Linked DNA regions of Mus musculus: region 2 is linked to region 1. The links are chromatin contacts, called in public promoter capture Hi-C maps. All regions are on one chromosome and are shown on one strand. Each heading gives the region's core, a stretch centred on a gene start, on an enhancer-like site or on the middle of the called end of the contact. The rest is flanking DNA. Distances are from core to core; before and after follow the strand shown. Region 1 holds the start of 1700072O05Rik (RIKEN cDNA 1700072O05 gene). Region 2 holds the start of Usp18 (ubiquitin specific peptidase 18).

Evidence for each region. Promoter capture Hi-C pulls out the DNA fragments that hold promoters and counts their contacts.
Region 2: a promoter capture Hi-C map of pre-B cells shows a contact between it and region 1, with 2.6 times the contacts expected there. The contact joins the promoter of Usp18 here to the promoter of 1700072O05Rik in region 1. A contact is called at or near these places in 5 of 39 promoter capture datasets (embryonic stem cells, liver, pre-B cells and 1 more).

Annotation. Positions count from the first base shown.
Region 1 is chr6:120,553,203-120,559,275 of GRCm38.p6, reverse strand. It overlaps 1700072O05Rik (RIKEN cDNA 1700072O05 gene), which reads right to left and starts at 4,480. Exons shown (of 4, transcript NR_045733.1): 1 at 4,316-4,480.
Region 2 is chr6:121,242,772-121,249,230 of GRCm38.p6, reverse strand. It overlaps Usp18 (ubiquitin specific peptidase 18), which reads right to left and starts at 3,325. Exons shown (of 11, transcript NM_011909.2): 1 at 3,169-3,325.

The sequences.
Region 1 (6,073 bases), core at 3,231-5,730:
TTAAAAATGAACTGTCCCTTCTCTGGATCAGGAGCCAGGTGTGTTTAATTAGACCCCTCCTTAGTCATGCTAGGACGCAGAGGGGTTCTCCTCAAAGCTTTGGTTTCTTATTAGTAACTTAGAGCAATTTAGGGTTTCAGCCTACTTCTTCTCAGTCCTATCAGCACATGAGAATGGAAGTGTCCTATGCTCGTCTCCAAAGGGTTAACTATGATCCTTAGGGAGTACCGTCTATCACCCTGTTACTGGTGGTCATAGCCCTAGCCAGGTGGTTCCAGGTTCTTGGTCTCATTAAAGAACTGAAATAAAGGCCACAGAGTTGAAAAATGGCAAGGAAATTTTATTCAAAAGTGAGTGATAGTACAAACTAGAAATGTGCTGTTGAGCAAGGCAGTGGTGGCACACACCTTTAATCCCTGCAGTTGGGATGCAGAGGCAGGTAGATCTCTAAATTGAAGCCAGCCTGAACTACAGATGAAATTCCAGGACAGCTAGGTCTACACAAAGAAATTCTGTTTCAAAAAACTAGAAACAAAACAAAAAAACTGAAATGTGCTGTCAAGAGTTAACAATGGGTCCCAAGAGTGAGCGAGCCTCAAGGGCCTCTCTCTATGGTGCTGGCTTCTCACTGTAGGGAGTGTGATGGGGAGGGGCTTGGTTACTAGCACTGTAATGTGTGTGGTTTTCTACTTTGATTGACAGTTTTGAAGTCATACAATCTTTTCACTGCTGACATTATCCCTTCCCAAGATGTATTTTATTCTAATCATATGCATGTCCAGTTATGCACAATCATAAGATGGTAAATAGGGCATTTCTCCTAAAAGTCAGTTCAGAGGATATACGTTGTCTTATTGTGCACATATCCCAAATGGTTCAAGCTGTATCTATGCCCATGGTCCATTGTTCCTAGATGTGTTCCAGGATGTGTTTGAATAGAAACAGGACATTATCTAGGGTTACTAAGAAGAGTAACGTATTTCCATTGTTTAAAGCAGGTACACCCTTCAGCCTGATGTAGATGGGGACCCTGGTTGGTTGCTAAGTGCACTGTTAGGAGTTGGTATGTGCAGAGCTCAAGCCAAGGATAGCCTCAGGTTGCTAAGATATTCCCTATGCTTGCTGGCCTCAGACCCAGTGGGAAAGCTTCCCCGTTGGAATCCATTCAGCTCATGTGACAAGCTACATAATATAATATGTTCATCCCCAAAGATGCCAGTCTCCTATAAGTCTGCCTGCCTCTTTGACCCAGGAAAAGTCTGATTTAAAAAAAAAAAAGAATCAGCATTATATCTTTCTGGGTTAAATCAATACCTTGGTTAAGCGATGAAATGCCTCAATCCCACTCAGAGTCCTGTGAAAACATCTTAGTTCTTCCCTTAGCTGCATTAGATCTTGTTAGGGAAAAAGGAACCAGTGTTTAGATGGAGCAAGATTCTCCACTCCATCTCCTGCAGAGGGAGTGCAGTTGATCTGGGGACAAGTAAAGGAATAAGCAACTAGGAAACAATTGGATAAAGTGAATGGGGTTTTACAGGGGAGGGTGGCAGAAGGGCCTCTGCCCCTTTATCTATAGAAGTCTGGTTCTCCATAGCTGGGGCTTACTTTTGTTGACCACTACAGTTGGTAGAGCTGTGTCAACTTTTTACTCTGAGAAAGTTTAGGGTCATCCCATAAGGGAAAAGGCCTGTCCTTAGCTGCTTTGGGCCTCTGACAGAACAGATCTACCCTGGGTAGTCTTAGAATACTTCCTTTGGGAACAGGTCTCTCTTTTCAGCTTGTAGCCATGCCAAGCTGGTATAGAAAAATACTAAGCATATTCCCTTCAAGATCTGAAGACCAGGGGCTGGTGAGATGGCTCAGTGGGTAAGGGCACCCGACTGCTCTTCCGAAGGTCTGAAGTTCAAATCCCAGCAACCACATGGTGGCTCACAACCACCCGTAATGAGATCTGGTGCCCTCTTCTGGTGTATCTGAAGACAACTACAGTGTACTTACATATAATAAATAAATAAATCTTTAAAAAAAAAAAAAAAAAAAAAAGATCTGAAGACCAAAGAAGCCCCAGTATCCTGGAAAATACTTGAGAGGAGGGGATGCAGAAGGTGGGTTGTTGGCCATCTGAAGAAAGAAAGAATCAGTGTTTATAGATCATTTATCTTTTTCCTCTGAGTTCGGGGTTCTCTGTGACTATATACATACGTACATCTATCTATCTATCTATCTATCTATCTATCTATCTATCTATCTGGTGACTTCATGTGAACCTTCTCCCCATTTTAACTGGTCAAATAAAGGCTAGAGCTTGTGATTGGGCAGTGGAAAGGAAAGGTGGGGGTGGAGGTTTTAGAGAGGGAGATGAGGAGATGGAGGAGACAGAGGAAGGCAGAGGAAGAGGAGTGGAAGGAAGATGGTGCAGAATCACGTGGCCTGGAGAAGCGTCATGTAACAAGGGATCTCGTAGCTGGGGAATACGGTACTGCAGTGGTAGATCTGCCCAATCTAGGCGTGAAGCTTATAAATATTACAACTGAATCGTGTGTTCTTTTCATGGGGTTATTGGGGTGGGGATTTACTGCAACACCTTACTCGTTCCCGTTCAGTTTATTTCCTTCACACAACCACCACCTTTCCATAGCAGCCAACTTCAGTGACAACCTTCCCTCATGCTTTCCTCTTCTCTAGCCCTACTGAGCCATCAGGAAGGATGGATCCCTTAAAGAAATGCCTGTTCTCACCTCTGTGGCCTCTCCCCATTCTTACTAACTGCCCCCACCCCCCCCCACACCCTGTTCTCTTCATTCCTCACAAGGGTTAGAATTCAGACCAGGCAGGCAGGTCACACCCATCTGCAGCTGCATCTCTCTGCACCCTCACAGTTGATTCTGCATACAGGCCCCAGGCTGATAACTCCATACTGTTAGAGGTTATCAGAACACATCCCACATAACGTCCGGTCCGTCCGTTAAGTTAATTAAATGAGTCTTCCCAGTTGGTGTTCTTCACATTCCTCTCAGGAGTTCAAGAACTGTCCCTCCCCCCACCACACCACATCCCAGTCCCAGTGCTGCCTTAGAGTCAGAGAGACAACCTGATTACAAGCTTGTAGTCTGGACAACTTGTCTACCTCCTGGCATGGGACCTCCCCCGATCTTTGAAAACCTGTGAGACAGCCCTTTCTGCTTGGCCATGTGAGCCTGAACTGTCTTCAAAGACTTTGTTATGCCGTTGTCTCTTTACCCACAGCATTAATAATCCCACATGTCTCTTATCCAAAAGGACATTCTGCCTCAGTGTTCCCTCTCAGTCCCAAACAGTAAAGCTTCGATTGACTCCGCTGTTGCACTTATGTTTGATACTTAAATCTTTGTCTTACAAAGGACCCACTTTTTCCAGTCTCCTTTAGACTAGCGTTCCTACTCCTGAGACTCCATGCCCAAGTCCTGGAGTAGTAGGTAAAGGTAATTCTGTGTTTTCTATACCATGCACCCTATCTGATTGTTCTGTCTACGTTGGCCCATACTTCCTATTGTCTCTATAATCAAGATGCCTGCAGTTATTTTTTTTTATTAAGTAGTTTAAGCTGTATGTTTCTGTACAGTGACTCCATTGAGCCATGCCTAAAGACTGGGCTGAGTATGTATATCATGGAACAGCCTGTTGGGCTTCTATTCTTGGGGGAAAGCATAGAATAAAATGACCTATTGTCACCATGCAATGTCTCCCTCCTCCCCCCTCCATTGCTCTTGATCAGAGCAGGACATTGAGGGAAACTTATCTGTCTCCTGAGGGAGGTGACAAAGCAGACATGGGTCAGGATGTGCACTAGTTTCTTTATGTTACTGTGATAAAAAACTATGACCCAAAAAAGCAACTTTTTTTTTCCTGAAAAAAAAAAAAAAAAAAAAAGCCAGAAAGGGGAATTTCAACCAGATGGTTTCACTGTGTAGCCCTGGCCATCCTGCAACTCATTCTGTAGATCAGGATAGCCCTAAACTCACAGAGCATTACCTGCCTCAGCCTCTAGTACTGGGAATGAGGGTGTGCCCCACCCTTGCCTGGCTCCAGACGCTTTTCTTGAGAGAAGGGTAGTACACTTCAGAGCAGCAGGAGGACAGGGGAGACCTCTGCCAGCCTATGCTCCGGAGCAACTGTAGTCCAGGAGCTTTCGAGTAATGCAGAGAGTAATTTCGAGTAATCCTGTCGCTTGCCTGTCACTCCAAGACCGTGGCCCTGGCAAAGCACAGACTCCGGAGAGCAAAACTAGATCCCACAGGCCCAGCACCAAGGGCAAAAGGGGATTGGTTGTGTTCACCTCAGCATCATGTGCTCTGAGTATGAGGATCAGAGCCATGCTAGATGCTTTTTCCCCAGCTGGCCGGGTCCGGTGTTTTAGCTTGAGGGTTATGGTGACGCACAGACCCAAAACTGCAGCAGGTGGAAGTCAGTTTTCTCACCCTTTCCAGGAGGTCCCCTGCCTGCGCTCTGGATTCTAGGCTTAGAGACTGGGAGAATCAGGTGAGTGAGTCACAAAGGGGAGGGATGTGAGTAGCGTGCGTGACAGCACAAACATAAAGCTCTTGCTGTCACCAACATGGCAGCAGGGAGCACGGTGTCTCAGTGGAAGGAGCATCCTGAGACATGGCAACCCAGGCACACACAGCCTCCTCAGCAGAGGGAAATGTTGCAGCTCCCAGGAGAGGTCTGTTATGGATCCTCTGTCGTATGCCCAGCCGAGCTCAGACGCCTCAGCTCTGCTCCTTCGCTTCTCTTCATTGCTTCTTTTACTCTTGTTCCAGGGGGTGGAGGGACAAATACAGGGATGACCACCTTCTGTTGCAGGGCAAAGGGCAAGGCAAGATGAGAAGGCAAAGGCAACACCCTAGGTTGTCTTCTGACCTCCACACGAATGCCAGGCTCAGCACACCTACATGTATACACATGAACCTATGTCTACACACCTAAAAATAAGTAATCAAGTAAGAGTTCAGACAGAACTTAAGAAACAATTTAAAAATCATGCCTGACAGTGGGTAATCCGAGCCTCCAGGAGGCTGAGGCAGGAGGACTGCCTGTCAGTTGAAGGCCAGCTTGTACCACAGTGAATTTCAGGCCAACCTGGCCTGCAGAACGAGATCTTGTTTATAAATAAATAAGCAAATAAATAAAACCAACAAAAATCCAGCACGCTGGTGATCTGGACCAGTGGTTAAAGAACACACTGTGCAAGCCTGGTGGTCTGAGTGTGTTCCATGGAGCACATAGTGTGGCCAACAACTCATGAATCACAGACCTGAGTTCTGGGGTTGGAGATTCTTCTCGGCAGCTATCACTGCTTAGATAACCTTGCAGAAGGCCATTGTGAATTATATAATATTCACTTCTGAGCTCTGTACTTCCTACTTAATTTACTTTCTGAGTTTTTAATGCACATCCGTCCAGGATGCAATCCTTCGGGGAGGAAATTTCTACTCAACGATGGCTTACCGCCCTTCTCTCAGGGCTGAGGAGGTGGCTCAGTGTGCAAGACATTCACCACATAAACTGAGGACCTGAGTTCAAATCCACAGTCACAGAAATCCAGACTTCCTCAGCTATGTCCTCAGCAGCAGTTTCCAGACATCCCCCCTCCCCAGCCCCCAGCAAGTTTCCAGCCCCCGACACCCAAGAATAGAATGTCTGTAGAGATGGACCCGACTTATAGCTGTAGCCTAGCCTACCCTGGAATTCCATAGTGTGCTTTAAATCAGACCTGTGAGCTCACTTGTGTCTCTCTTTCTATCTTGGTAATGGGACACCCCAGCATGCTGGACCTCTGCAGAATAAAATGCTCTTTGTGTTTACTTTTGTGAATCACAGACCCTTACAAGACTCTGACCTCAGAAGCAGGGCAACAGTCTCTTGCAAATTGGAAGTAATTTCCTTCAGGGATCTTCTGTGTGCATTAACTGACAAATAACATTGCATTTGTCACAATAAACGTTACAAATAACTTTTAAAGTCCCGTGAGAGCAGAGCTGGGGATGTAGCTCAGTGAGAAGACTGCCTGCCTGGGCCACACGCAGCCCTGAGT
Region 2 (6,459 bases), core at 2,076-4,575, 690 kb before region 1:
TTTCCCCTTCCCCTCCCCTTCTCCTCCCCTTTCCCCTCCCCCCCCCTCTCTGTTAGCTAGTTTGTTTGCAGTGCTTAAGATGAATCTAGGCCTTCTGGAGTGCTAGGCAACTGATCTACACTTGAACTACATCTAAACCCCTGTAAGGAAATTCTCCAATGTGTCCTTGGAGACATGTGAAACACGATCATATCAGCATGGCTTGTATTATACAGCCCACAGATAACGTGCATTCATCAATGGCTGTGGATAGGCTACAGCACATGTCACAACAGGCTGAATCTCAGAAGCCAAATATTTACTCAAGGGAGCTAGAGAGATGACCTAGCCTCAAGAGTACTTGCTGCTCTTACAGAGAACCCAGGACCCACATGGCAACTCAGAATTCCAGCTCTAGGGTCTCTGAGGGTCCTGTTCTGTGTGATGCACACACATATGCAGGCAAACCCTGGGGCACATAAATCAAAAGTAAATAAATCTTTTAAAAACAAAATATCTGCTCAGAACAGCCAATCACAGGACTGGGGAGATGACTCAGTCTGTAACCTGAGTCTGACCCCCTAGAACTCACATAAAAAAACCAGTTGTGCACACCTGCATATAGTCTCCAGGATAGGAGAGCCTGTCTCAAAAAACAATATAGAAAGCTACTGAGGAACTACACTGAAGGTGACCTCAGGCCTTCACGCATACATCCACAGAGACACAAACACACACAAATATTCATACGCACACTCACACACATCACTACCACCACCACCACGAGAAAAATTTGGAAAACATTATTTGATTTCTTACTATATATTCAAACTTAATGTCAATGGAAAATTGTCAATACTTGTGTATGGTAAAAATAAAATTCTAAATAGAAAGTAAAAATCAAATTTAGATAACTACTTTGTGGGGAGGCAAGGGTATGAGGCTGGAGGAAGGTGGGTTGTTGCTCGGAGGCAGTTTGCTTTGGTAGCAGAACAAATACGTGAGGTTTTGTTTACTGCTAATCAGTTCATTATCTGGAACTCAGAGTTAATAGCTAATGAACTAATGGACGGATGGACAGACAGATGGAACAGACATAGTCTAGCGTTGGCCTGAGGGAAGCAGCTCTCTCACTGGGCAGAGCACACACACAGCTCAGGCTTGGGTAGCAGAGCCAGCGCATGGAGGACAGGCAGGTAGGCAGAGCACCATGAGGAAGGAAGTGGAGATGTACGATGGTCGGGCAAGTGGGCAGACAGGATGAGGCTGAACCAGGCATACAGCTGCCAGCTCCGAGAACGCTGCATTCCCAAACTCATGCACTGATTCGAGGCATGCTGACTCCAAAGCAGAAGACTACCTCCATCCTTGCTGAAGCTTGCAATGAGGAGAGATGGTGGAAATAACCACCACAGGCTACAGAATCAGCAAGGGTCTTGAGAGCAAGAGCTAGCGAGCCAGTGACACAATACGGGAATTCTGGGTGGTGAGTCCCTCCCTAGCTGTTACACATTGGGGGTCTGGGGAGAGCAGTTCCCAGATAGAAATGCCCGATAAAATTCACAATGCCAGCAATATCTAAGTAGCCTGGTCTTCAAACCTTCTGAGACAAGCCCTGGTATTGAAATCCCCTGGCCTCAAACTTTTGCGCACAGGTGTTTTTAAATAGGATCTCACTATGTAGCTTAGGCTAGCCTCAGAGTCTCAGCAAAACTCCTGCCTCGGCCCCCTCCAATGCTGTGATTACAAGTGTGAGCTGAAACACCAGATCCAAACTCTACTCCCCCTGCCTCGTTCAGCCTTCCTAGGGCTAAAATCCCTGGGATTTCTAAAGGTATGAACTACTGCTCTGGGCGTTGCCTTCATTCTTAACAATCTGCTCGCCTCTTCTGAGCTATGGTGCTGTAACAGACAAAATCAGATCTCTCCAGAGGAAACCCAGACTAACACACTACTTGGGGCTCCTCTGGCCGGTGTGGGATGATATGCATTAGCCTGTCCTTAGACATGCCCTCAGCCTGGAGATGCTGATACACCTTTCATGTGCCCATTGGGGCTCTGGCCACAGCCCAGTCACATGATACACTCAATTGGGAGACAACGTGATTTTCTTCCTTATAAACATCATGTTGCGTAAAAGTGCCAAGACCATGAAGCACGGTTTTCCAGAGTGAAAAAAGAAGAAGAAAAAGAGAGAGAGAGAGCAAGCAAAAAGCTCTCTCTCTTTTTAAAGTCTTCTGCTAGTGCGTAGTGAGTCAGAAGGGAGCATACACCTCATCTGCTACGCCACTTTCTGCCCAGTTAGTTCTTATGAACAAAGGAGGTGACGGTATTCAAACACACAAAGGACACTTCACAGGAAACATTCTAAAAATGTTCTGAAATATTTGCCTCACTTTTTGAGTTAATTCTAAAGATATTAAGTATGAAGTTAAGTTGTAATTTTGAAACACCACAAACTTGGACTTCCAGGGGAGTTGGGGGAGGTTGTGTTTTTTTGTTTGTTTGGTTTTTGTTGTTGTTTTTTCTTAAAGGTATATTTAGCTTTCTTTACAGAAGATGGAAAAACAGGCCAGGGAACAGGTCTAAAGCACCCTGACTTATGATACTGGACAAAAATCTCTCCGGTTTCTCAGTCCGCTGGTTTCTATTTTAGGAGTTTCTCCTAACGTGTGACTGAGTATTTGCACAAGAGCATAAAAATGATATTTGTTGATAAAACGTCTATCCCAGGAAAAACAGGACCGAACCTAAATGTCCATGAATTATTTAACTAAATCCGCACTTCTCATACAACGCATCAGTTAAAATACTGGTCTAGAAAGGCACAGAACAAGAAGCAAGACACAGAGCAATGTTAAAGATATCCATTAGAAATGTTTCTGATAAAGTATACATAAAAATGATACTGAGTTGCAAATTAAGAGAAACAACTCTACACATCTGTCTGCATTGTTTGAATTTTTAACAAGCCACTTTGGTAATTACTTTTTTAAATTAAACATAAATCACGACTACAGTCTGAATAATATAAATGCTTGGGAAGCAAATCCATTGGCCCAGTATATACATGCCAAGAATACAGACCGCCACTATTTGCAGAACCCAAGGAAATTCCTAATCATCTGGAGATGTATAAGCAAAGTTCTGGCGGATAAAGGACACTTTCAAAGTTAGCCCCAAACTTGCCTCAAGCACGGAGTCAAGCCAAAGAGCGAAGACCGAGCAGCATCTGCAAAGGGCTACAGAAGAGGACGCGGCACCGCGGAGCAGAGCAGTCTTGCTGCCTCCCAGCCTCTCAGCTCAGGAGTGTCTGCTGTCCCCTAGGCACAGCCGCCCTGGCACTGCCGGCCAAGCCTTCTGCACGCCTGGCCACGCCCCCCTCACCGCCAAGCTTTCGTTTTCCCCTAGATCCAAAGGAAAGCGAAACTCAGGCACCGGGCGGGCGGGCGGAGCGGTTGTACGCGCCCCTACAGAACCCGCAGTCCAGTCGCCTACACCAGGACACGACAAGCCGGACCTGGCCCGGTAACTCCTGGATACGCTCTCTTTTTTCATCTGCAATGTTAAGATTGGAAATACTCCCAGTTGCTGTACCTTCTGCTCTGAAAGCCAGCAGCAGATAACTCCCTTGCTGAGGCTGTCCCCAGGGGGTAAGGAGACAGCGATAACATTTACTTCATCTCTGTTAATTGCCAGGCTTATCCTTAAACACTGAAGATAAGTTTATCTGCACAATGTTCTTTTGTGCCTCTACGTTTAACCCCAATTCTATAGGATAAAATGTTTTTATTTTATCAAAGAGGTTATGACTAACTCAGGACGACAAATGGCTAAGTGCTGAAAGCAACATTCTAACGGGACCTCTGACCAGTCCCACCATTTGTGGAAAATAGCAGACCATTGCAGTTAGCACACGAGGTGGCCATGAAGGTACAGCTCTGCGAGGAACAAATACAGTCTAAGCCGAGCCGGGTTTGGAGGCTCTGGGATGTACATACATGAAATGCTTGCTAGCTCTTTACAGATGTATCTTGTATATGAGGCTATAAGTTGAGGGAGAGGGGGATCTGTTAGCTGCTGGGCTAGTCAGAATGAGGTTTCCCCATGCGCTTGTTCTGAGAGGGGTCCTCCACTCCCTACCCCCAGCACTGGACAAAGATGACAGAGAGATACATACCCCTAATCGAAAGCTACCAGGACTTTATGAAATCTGGAAGAGTCTATATTCTGTTTTGCTATTGTAGTTCAACGTAAGATATACAAATATGTCTGCCTGCCTATAGTGTGTGTGTGTGTGTGTGTGTGTGTGTGTGTGTGTGTGTGTGTGTGTGTGTGTGTGTGAAGCATGAGTTATACACAGCTGTTGAAAATAAACCAAGATGTCCATGTTTGGAAATAGAAAGTGGGGTATGGCCCTCAGGGTAAAACAAAGTCTCTTGATCAGTGGTTGAGGTAGACAATGTGGCATCTGCACATATCATGGACAAATACATTAAGTCTCCAATACATTTGCAAATCAATCAATTATGTGACCAGCTTCTTCCTCTTCTTCTTCTTCTTCTTCTTCTTCTTCTTCTTCTCCTTCTTCTTCTTCTTCTATCTGTTTGGTTGTATCCAAAAACAGGAACATCAAAAACTGGTGGGGGGGGGGGGGAGGATGAAAAGAGGATGTTATAAAATGTGATAGTTTGATCAATATATCGTACCTGTAGAGTTCTAGGGAACAAACTGTATTTGTTCCCAGTGGTGATTAGCAAACAGCTCCTTATAGCCAAGCAACTTTTTTTTCCCAACCCTGCTTGTTCAGTGAAGCAAGTGATTGGCATTTGTACCAGTACGGAGTGGACTAGTGTCAATCATGGACAGGAGATACCTAGATGATGCAAGAACCCATTATAACTCCTAGTAGGACTCTCCATGCTCTTACCCCTGGTCTCTCCTTGCCTTTCAGAAAAGTTCAGGGCTCTAACCAGGTGGTAGACTGAGCTGGTAAGCATTCCTGAAGTAGATTCCAGCAGTGCCCCACAGTGACCCAGGATGGTGGTTTGGTGGAGAGACAATATGCCCACCACCCATGTCAGAACCTACTCTAGTTAGAGAATCCATTCATATATAGAGCAGATGTGGCTCGCCTGGGCCTCAGAGCCTAGAGAACTGGAGTGGGGTTCCATGTGTTGAGGAGACACGGGCAGGGTGAGGAATGGGTCCACGTGAGAGGGCACTGGTAGAGCTGAGAGACTAGTTATGCCCAGAAGCAGAATTAAGTGAGCAAATCCACAACAGTTTAGAACTGGTCACTTGCTTGAAATTGCCCCGGAATAGAGTTGAAGGTGAAGAATGGGACCCAAGACCTGCAGCTCTGGGTTCGCATAGATCCGTGGTTCTCGGTGAGTAGTTAGAGAGGGGTGCGTGTGTATGTGTGCGTACATTCCCTAGCTTGCCCCACTGAGAGTGCATGGATGGATGACACTCAGAGGCAACATGGCTTCTGGCTTCTAGTGGTTATTCTCAAACAAAAGAAACCAGAGATGCTTAGGGAGATGGTGTTTCCCGGATTGGGGCAAAGAAAAGCACAAGAGGAACCTAAGCAGACCCCTTTCTGCCGAAAGGCAAATGCTCAAAGAATAGGAGGGAAGTCAGAAGATGGTTTTCTGTACCAATGCAAGTGAATAATTGAGTAAACTGAGAGTGGGGGAGGCTTGGGTATTTTACACAGCGTCCAAGGACTTTCCCAGGAACACACACCAATGACCGGCAGCATCCCGCATGTCATGCTACGTTGTGGCTGCAGATAAAGCAAGTGGTGTAAACACTAAGTAGTCACAAAGCCAGCCGTGTCCTTCCCGCAGCAGTGGAGATCACTGGTGTCTGCACAGCTGCAGTCACTCCGAGGAACAGAATGTAACAGGATGTCGTGAACAGAAAGGGACACAGCTCCCTCCTGTTACTCTCCTGTCACCGACCTTTGCCCTGATTGCTTCCACAGAAACATCTGAGTAACCCCAAGTGACAGATGTTCTGCAAATCAGCTAGCTGTCTTCTAGTCGAGGTTATCAAAATCCAAGGTATGAGGAACAGCCCCTGAGCACGGTAGTGAAGGTAAACCACGTGCCCTGAACTGGATCTTTCCGCTGGAAAGGATGTTCGGGGGGCAGCTGAGAAAGCCTGAGTGGTAATAATTTCCCACTCTGGCATCAGAGAGAAGAAACATCATCTGGAAAGCGTACTCTGGCTGGGTGCGGTGGCACACATCGGCAATGCCCACACCTGGGAAGGAGAAGTAGGAAGGGAAGGCTGCTTCAAGTTAAAGGTCAGCCTGGTATACGACGTTAGACTTTGCCGCAGAAAGGAAAGAAGAAAGGAAAGAGGGAAAGAGAACCTGCCCTTTTAGGGGTACAGAAAAGGACATGAGTGCAGCTTTCCCATAGGTATTATATGCTTTCAAATTTTTAAATATTAAACAGAATTATGAGGTAA